Linked DNA regions of Rattus norvegicus: region 2 is linked to region 1. Evidence: chromatin contacts called from public Hi-C data. All regions are on one chromosome and are shown on one strand. The core of a region is the stretch at or near the end of the contact, and the rest is flanking DNA. Distances in the headings are between cores, read along the strand shown. Region 1 holds the start of Mlkl (mixed lineage kinase domain like pseudokinase). Region 2 holds the start of Ldhd (lactate dehydrogenase D).

Region 1 (4,417 bases), core at 533-3,032:
AATTAAGAGCACTGACTGCTCTGTCATAGACAGGACCTATGCTGGTCAGCTCACAACTGCCTGTAACGTAAGACTCCAGGGGCTCTGAGCCTTATTCTGCTCTCCATAAGGACGCGTGCGCGTGCGCGCGCGCACACACACACACACACACACACACATGCACACGCGCCCCAAAGAAAGGAATAAATCCATTTACAGATCAGATTACAACATAGAGAAAACAACTCCTTGGAATCCCAGTCTGCCTTTAAAACATGAGTCAAAAAGTGAAACCAAGGGCTGGAGAGATGGCTCAGCGTTTAAGAGCACTGACTGTTCTAAAAAGAAGTCTTGAGTTCAATCTCCAGCAACCACATGGTGGCTCGCAACCATCTGTAATGGGATTTGATGTCCTCTTCTGGTGAGTCCGAGGATAGCAACAGTGTACTCATATACATAAAACAAATTAAACAAATCTTAAAAAAAAAAAAAAAAAAGTGAAACCAAGCATGTGAGTGATTAGTTTTCTTTGTCCATGGGATTCCCAGGCAAGGCATTAGTATCAGGATACTCTTTAAAGGCTGAGCCGTCTTTCTAGCCTGTCATGGTGCTCTTAAACAAAATCAATGGATCTCGGGCCCCAGCGATTCCCAGATGTTGAGCCCAAGCCGTCAAGGCTTGGATGTCTGAGAGCAAAGGAGAAAAATCTGGAAGTAGTACTAAATATATTAATTTACTCTTGCCCCGTTCCCCTCCAATTATAAAAAAATGTCAGAAATATCTGGGCGTAGTGGCACAACTTTAAACCCAGCACTTGGAAAGCAGAGACAAGCATCTCTGCGAATTCAAGTCCAGCTTGGACCATACAGTGAGTTCCAGGCCAGTCAGAGCTACACAGTGAGAGCCTATTTCCATAAACAAATGAATAGTCTAAAAAAAAAAGTCAGAGGCCCTTTAAAAAAATTACATTAGACTACTCATGAAATGGGCCCTAGAAAAGGAAAAGGGAATTCATATTAAGAACTGGAATCATGCTGGATGATGGTGGGGCACACCCTTAGTGTTAGTCCCAGCACTTGGCAGTCAAGAGGCAGGCGGATCTCTGAGTTCACGTTGGGTCTTGTCTACGGAACAAGATCCAAATTCCAGTGTAGACAGAGCCACACAGAGAAACCCTGTCCTGAATCCCTGCCCCCCCCTACCCGAACACACCCTCTCCCACCTCCCATCCCCATAATCATCTGTGCTGGAAACTGATTGTCTTACTGACTTCCCATCTACTCTAAGACTTGGGCACCTCTGGACGGGTCCCACTCTTTGCCTCTCCTCGAATCCCAGTCCTCGATCACCATCTTACTTGGGCAAAAGGTCAGCAGGGATCTCAGCAGCCGCACAGCCCAATAGAGTTAGGGAATCGAAACCAACTCACCCCGAGTTCCAGGAAGTCCTATCTGTGATTCCGTGATTCTCCTGCTTCCTCCTGCTGCGCTATGGCTCCCTGGAGTCTGAGGACTCAGCCCGGTTTTTCCGAGGGGCGCTGGTCTTGGTCTATCCTGCGCTCCGTTCCAGTGTTCCAGTAGGATCAGTCTCCCACTGGCCACTGTGATCTTCTTCCTCGCTGACAATGCACCCCAGACCAGGACAGGTCCCCGGTCTCCTGAGCCCCTTCCCTTGGTGCAGCCTTAATGCTCCCGCATCCCGGAGGAATTCTACACCGGCCACAGTTCTCGTGTAAAGTCAAATTTGGGTTAACACAGCAATGCCCCAGCCGAGCCCTCAAAACCAACAGCTGTTTCTTCTTCCGGAAGTGGCTGCCAGTTTGACACGCCTCCCCCCCCTCGGGGGGGGGGTTTCTACTCCTGCTGGAGGAGTGCCAGCTTCTCACACCCGCTTTCTGGACAGCTCCCAGTTGAAGTCTCCAGTTGTCTCTGGTCCTTCTCCAAATCCATTAAATAGCTACTCTGAGTCCTCCCAGGTCCTCTGCTTGGGGTCTTGGATTTGGGGATTGAGCAAATAAGGTTACAGGAAGCCCTGATAACCACTGTATGGGATAACCTGGAAGTTCAGCAAAATAAAAAAAATAAAAAAGCGAGGCTGAGACAGCTCAGTGAGCCTGCCGACTTGAGTCACCTTCTTCTCCTGAGGTGGAAGTAGAGAACTGAGTTCTCCAAGTTGTCTTCTGACCTCGACATGTGCACAGGCCCTGGCATGCAAACGCACGCACACACCACACCGGTAAATGCATTAAAATGGGGGTGACTCCTAGAAGTGCCAAGGCACTTCCTTTGGCCTCTTTGTGTCGAAAAATCCTGGGGCAGGAGATAGAACCTAGTGGAGGAAGTTCAAGGGAATGTGAGGTTACCCAAGTAGGGCTCAATTCCTTTTTTTTCCCTCTAAGTCATCTCCAAACTTTGTTATTTTTCAAGGTGAGTTTATTATTAAAGTCCGTTATATGCCCAGTTTGCCAGTATAAAAAAATACCGTTCACGAGCCAGGAGGTGGTGCACAATCCCAGCACTCGGGATCTCTGTGAGTTTGAGGCCAGCCTGGTCTACAAAGCCAGGACAGTCAGGGCTACACAGAGAAACTCTATCTCAAAAATAAAAAATAAAATAAAATAAGAAAAAGAAGGAAAGAAATGCTGTTGATTTTCTTGAGCTATATAGCTGGAAAGGATGGGGAGACATTTTACTTTGGGGCGACACAGTTGGGGGCTGCCTGGGGGGTTTAGTTTACCTGTTTTCTCATTTCCTTGCCCTTTCTCATTTGTTGTCTCCCCACAGACATTCACTCACTGTGTAGCCAAGGATGTTCTTGAACCATCAGCCCTCCAGCCTCCCCTCCTGGATCCTGGGATAACAGAAGTGCACCACTACACTCCTTTCCTGTGGTGCTGTGGATTGAATCCAGGGTTCTGTGTTTGTTAGGCACGCTCCCTATCACTAGGCTGTATACCAGCCCCCTCTTGGTTTTGTGACAAGGTCTCTTTAAGTTACCCGAGCAGGTCTTGAACTTTTGTGACCCCCCCCCCCACTTTCTTAGCCTCCCACATGGCTGGGATAATAGATTCAGGCCTCTAGGCCCACTTTGTAACTGTTTGCCACCATCGGTCGTCTTAGGTCTAGAGATTTATGTACATGGTTGTCTTAGTTGGGGTTTTACCGCTGTGAACAGACACCATGACCAAGACAACTCTTTTTTTTTTTTTTGTTCTTTTTTTTTTTTTTTTTCGGAGCTGGGGACCGAACCCAGGGCCTTGCGCTTCCTAGGCAAGCGCTCTACCACTGAGCTAAATCCCCAACCCCCCAAGACAACTCTTATATGGATGACATTTAATTGGGGTTGGCTTACAGGCTCAGAGGTTCAAGGCAGGAACATGGGCACATCCAGGCGGGCATGGTGCAGGAGGAGCTGAGAGTTCTACGTTTTCATCTGAAGGCAGATAGTGACTTCTAGGCAGCTAGGTCTAGGGTGTTATAGCCCACGCCCACTGTGACACACCTACTCCAACAAGGCCACATCTCCTAATGGTGCTACTCCCTGGCCCAAGCATATACAAACCATCACAGTGATGATATATTGTGAAGAGTAGCAAAGGCAGGGGGTGAGGGCAGGGGGAAGCTGATAAAGATGTGACCCCAGGCCCAGCGAGATGGCTCAGAAGGCAAAGGTGCATGCCTCTAAGCAGGAGGACCCGAGTTCACCTGGGACTCACAAAGTAGAAGGGGTGACAAAAGTCCTACAAATCGGGGTTGGGGATTTAGCTCAGTGGTAGAGTACTTGCCTAGGAAGCACAAGGCCCTGGGTTCGGTCCCCAGCTCCAAAAAAAAAAAAAAAAAAAAAAAAAAAAAAAAAAAGAAAAAGAAAAAGAAAAAGAAAAAAAAGTCCTACAAAGTGCTCTCTGACCACACTCTTGCCATTTGCACACACAAATTAACAACAAAGAAAGATGTGATCTCCGTGGAAACTTACTGGATTCATGGGGTAGTCAGCCAGATTCCATGGGGAGAGGTCAGCACTTGGAAGTTCTAGGGCAAAAGGCAGCCTCCACTCTGCCCAAGGCCATTGTTGAAAGAAGTGGGTAGTCGTGTCAACCATAACAGTAGCTGAACTGGGTGCACTGACCTGCTAGAACTGGAAGCATCCGGTATGAAAGCTTTTGAAGCAGATTTACTAGCATCCCACCATCAATGTGCAAGATAACCCCTTTTCTCTGCGTCCTCACCAGAGTCTTGTTATCTTGCTGTTTTTTAAGAAAGCTATTTTAATAGGCATGTGGATGTCTCAAAGTGATTTTTTTTTTTTGGTTCTTTTTTTTCGGAGCTGGGGACCGAACCCAGGGCCTTGCGCTTCCTAGGTAAGCGCTCTACCACTGAGCTAAATCCCCAGCCCCTTCTCAAAGTGATTTTAATTGGCATTTTCTTGGTGCCCAATGATG
Region 2 (4,417 bases), core at 952-3,451, 280 kb after region 1:
CCTGTGCGCTGCAACTGTTCTGCCAGTGCCTGCTGGGAACCGTGGAACTCCAGGAAAAGTGTGGGGGCCACAGGGCAGTTAAGTTTGCTGTGTCTGTTGCAGGCATCCATCATGACTTCATCCAGGAACTCTGAAACCAGGGTGAGGACTGGTCAGGTGAGGCCCGGCCTTCTAAGGGGACCCTTTACTGTGGCACCCGCCCCTGGCTCACCGATGCGGGCCACAGGCACTGCAGCCTGGAGGATCTGAACTGTGCTATCCACAGCAGCTTGAACGCTGGGGAACGCACAGGTAGCAGCCACTGTGGCTTCGGGTGCAGGGTGCAGGCGCAGGGTGGCAGATGTAATGATGCCCAGAGTCCCCTCAGAGCCCACAAAGAGTCCTGTGAGATTGTAGCCAGCTGCACTCTTCCTGGGCCCGGAGACATATAAGGTAGGTGAGTGCCCAGGCCGTGTGAGTGACTACTGTCCAGAAGTCACTAAAGCTAGAAGACAGGTTCGGTCTGCTCTTCTGCAGCCCCGATTATGGTTTAATGGCCCAGAGAGGCCTTGCACAGGGAGAGCCAACTCCAGCACCCTCACTGGCCCTCCAGACAGAGTTCCGGGACCCTCCTGTCACTTAACTATCTGGGAGGCCCTGCAACTAGGTCAAGCAGTGCTCACCTCTAATGGCGGCCCTGCTCACCTCTAATGGCAGCCCTGCTCACCTCTAATGGCGGCCCTGCTCACCTATAATGGCGGCCCCGGCCTGCCGTGTGAAGCAGCCTGCCGTCAGGCAGCACCACCTCCAGGTTGATCACATTGTCACGCATGGTTCCATAGCGCACAGCATTGGTGCCCGAGGCCCCAGTGGCTGCCATGCCACACAGAGAAGCATCTGCACCTGGGTCTAGAGAATAAAAATGCTGGACAGGTTAACTGGGAAGGCCCTTCCTGGAGACTATTGGGGGAAAGATGGGGTCCTGTGAAATCCCTCAAACCACGCCCCCAAGCCCTCTGGGTACTCTGACAGAGTGGTTAGTCCAAGGCTTACCAACTGGAAACCAAAGGCCGCTGTTACGCAGGTGGGTATTGAGAGCTTTACGGGTGACGCCAGGCTCCACAACCACTGAGAAGTCTTCTGTGTTCAGCTCCATGATCTGGTCCATGTGAGTCAGGCTGATGCACACTCCACCCTGGCAGCAAGGGTGTCAAAAGAAACCCTGCCCAACCCTGGTCTCTAGGCCAGAAGCAGCCCCTAGAACCCTCATTTTATGGTGGAGGCCCCCAGTAGCCACATAACTCTGCAAATGGAGTATCATGTGTGATTTGACCAGAACCAGGACACCCCCACTATACCTGCACAGCACACACTCCCCCCTCAACACCGGTGCCTGTGCCAAATGGGATGATGGGAACACCTTGATTGTAGCACAGGCTTGCCAGTCGGCTGACCTGGTCCACATTCTGAGGCCACACCACAGCATCAGGAGGTCGACACCTAGAAGCAGGCGGGCCTCAGAGGTTTGCAAAGGTGTGGAAGTGTCTCACCCTCTCTTTCCAGGAACCTGGGATGGTTTAAGGATCTGAGGACAGGGAGTTGGGGATTTGGCTCAGCGGTAGAGCACTTGCCTAGCAAGCGCAAGGCCCTGGGTTCGGTCCCCAGCTCCGAAAAAAAGAAAAAAAAAAAAAAAAAAAAAAAAGGATCTGAGGACAGGGACCTCAGCAGGCCAGGGCAGAGAGCACTGCCCTGTCTCTGGAAGGAGAATGCTGGAACACTCCAAACAGGTGGCCAAAGACAGGGACAGTCCAGGACCCTCAGTCCCTTCTGATACCTGTGCATTGATTCATCATGCCCATGATGCTGTCTGACCGCAGAAGCAGTGGACACATGGGGGCTCCCTACAACTGCCTTCAGAGCCTCCACAAAGTCCTGGCTGAGTCCACCCTGCAGGGGAGAAACAGTGCAAGGGTCGTAGGAAAGACAGCAGAAGCCACAGACATGCCCTGTGGCGGGAGGAAAGAACGGGGGCTGGTCAGACTGCAGGATGACGTCACAGCCTCAAGAAGGTCTGGCCTGGCGCTCCACCCTCCCGGACCCCATCCACACATCGACTTATACCTGCGACCCCCTGGAGCAGTAGCCCCTCCAGGGAGAAAGCCTCTGGGTTGCCACCCGAAGGAGCATGGCCCTAACCAGCCCGCAGTTAAGGTGAGAGTAACTAGACGGGGAGGAAGCCTTGCCAGGCTAACTCCAGCTGTGCCCAATGGCTGCACTGGGTGGAGCCTGCTTAAGGTGGACCGGTTTAAGGTGGCCTCTGCAGATCTGGAAAACAAGGACCGCAGCTACTTCACGTCTTAAAAGTCAACTGCTTCCTGTAGCCCTTCAAACAAACATTTTGTATGGAGGCTTTAAAGTCCCACTGGGCCCTCGGACTTCTCTGTCTACTACGTACACTTCCTTCCAGCCTCCTCTTTGACCTCTAAGCTGCAGTTTTCCTTTCCATTCCAGAGCTCAGGCCATTGGCACATACACTGTGCCCTACGCCTGGAATCGGCTCCTGACTCCCTGTCAAGCAGGTTTTCCCTCTCCTTGCAAGCTCCAGCAGCGTGTCACAGAGTAGGCTGCCGCAGGCCTTTCCAGGACAAAAGGGGGTAGCAATAGTGCAGTACCCCCAGAAAGGCTTCCTTGCAGAGGAGTGCTGAGGAGAAGCAGTGAAGGAGAAGATTACTTCCAAGACCATTCTGGAGCAGGGTGGCTGCCATGCTGGTTTCTCGCAGCTCCCACAGCATTTCCGGAAGAGCCTTTGCTACCACCGTTGAGATAAGCTACCTACCGATGACGCTTTCTTCCTTTGAGTCAGGAGTTCAAACTCCTAATTTATTTAGTTTCTATTCATTTTTATTGTTTGTGTGCATGATGGAGGAACATACGTGCTACAGTGCACTCTTAGCGATCAGAAAACAACTTTGTGGAGTTGGTTCTCTCTGAATTCACCCAACCACTTTTGGATGAATATGTCAAAAGAGAAAACCATGCCAGACATTGTGGTATGCACCTATAGTTCCACACAGGAAGGCGGACTTAGGAGGATGATGAGTTGAGGCTAGCCTGGGCTATAAAAACAAAAGAAAAGACAAAATTACAAATTTAGTTACAGGGGATGGGTGTGGCGGTGGAGAGATAGCATCAGGATTGGAGCACTGATTGCTCTTCCAGAGGACCCAGGTTCAATTCCTAGCACCCACATGGTGGCTCGTAACCATCTGTAATTCAAATCCCAAGGGGGGGGGATCCAACACCCTCTTCCGGCGCTCTTCTGGCACCCACACACAGAGGCAAAACACTCATACACATAAAACAAAAGTAAATCTTTCTGGGTTGGGTTCCCAGCTCCGAAAAAAAGAAAAGAAAAAAAAAGTAAATCTTTAAAATAACAAATTTACTTATAGATCTAATTGTCTTTTAGTCTCTTCTTGGATTGGGGCACCCTCCAAGTCTACAAAATTGAACAAAAGCTCCCAGTGGACAGTAGGTTTTATAAAATGGGGGCAAAGAAAGAACAAGAGGGGAACTGATAGGTTGACACCAGTCCTGCCTGCCTTGTAAGGCTGAAGCAGACAGGATTCTTTATTGATGTCCTGGTTCACACAGCACGGATGTCACAGTCTGGCTGTGCACTGTTACACTTTGTTCTTCTTAACCATCCCACACACTCACTTCCCACAACCGCCTTCCTTTCAGGGATTTTCTCCTCACAAAGACTCAGACTGGAATTTCTAGTTTTCAGGAAACTTAACCTAATGGGATCTACATGTTTCCTGACAGTTTGGTGAGGATTGTGTGGCATTTAGTGCAAGTGACTCCATTTTGGCCTGTGTATTAGTTTCTTGTCTCGTACTGTGACAGAAAAAAAAGGGAAAAGCTCCCCCTCTGACTGGTGGCAGGCTTTTCCTTTTCCCGTTACGAAATTCCCAGGGAAATCCCAACTTCTTGGGGGCCATCATCAGGGATGTGTGGAGGTCAGAGGCCATGAGGAGGGAAACTCCCAGAGGCTTTTCCAGGGCACGGCACAGTCTACTCGAATTCTCTGATAAGCAAAGGTAGAGGCTCAGGTCTCTCTCCCTTTGGAACATCTTCATCGCTACCAGGATGGCTGCATTCTCACTCTTTGATTTTATTCCTCGGTTCTGAGGTATAATATGCCTGTGCCTGAATTAAGTATCACAGACAATATAAGCAGAGATCAAGGTCCAAAGACATTCAGTTAATCAGTTAATGTCAGCTAGCATATAGGAGTCATTTCTCCTTGCTTGGCTTCAGTTACTCTAAAAGGGTGGGCACGATGATTCCATTTTTTCCTGGCTTTGACAGAGTCTTGCTACAAAACTCAGGCTGGCCTCAAAAATCATAATCCTCCTGCCTCAGGCTCCCAAGC

The links. A called contact is a pair of places that touch in the nucleus more often than the background predicts.
Region 2: a Hi-C map of Schwann cells shows a contact between it and region 1, with 7 times the contacts expected there. The contact joins the promoter of Ldhd here to the promoter of Mlkl in region 1. A contact is called at or near these places in 8 of 12 Hi-C or Micro-C datasets (the A7r5 cell line, the Rat2 cell line, Schwann cells and 4 more).

What each region holds. Positions count from the first base shown.
Region 1 is chr19:56,212,076-56,216,492 of GRCr8, forward strand. Mlkl (mixed lineage kinase domain like pseudokinase) reads right to left here and starts at 1,783. Exons shown (of 11, transcript NM_001401077.1): 1 at 1,409-1,783.
Region 2 is chr19:56,495,494-56,499,910 of GRCr8, forward strand. It overlaps Ldhd (lactate dehydrogenase D), which reads right to left and starts at 2,202. Exons shown (of 11, transcript NM_001399130.1): 1 at 2,101-2,202; 2 at 1,814-1,926; 3 at 1,338-1,479; 4 at 1,033-1,174; 5 at 729-888; 6 at 212-411; 7 at 2-130. The coding sequence starts at 2,166.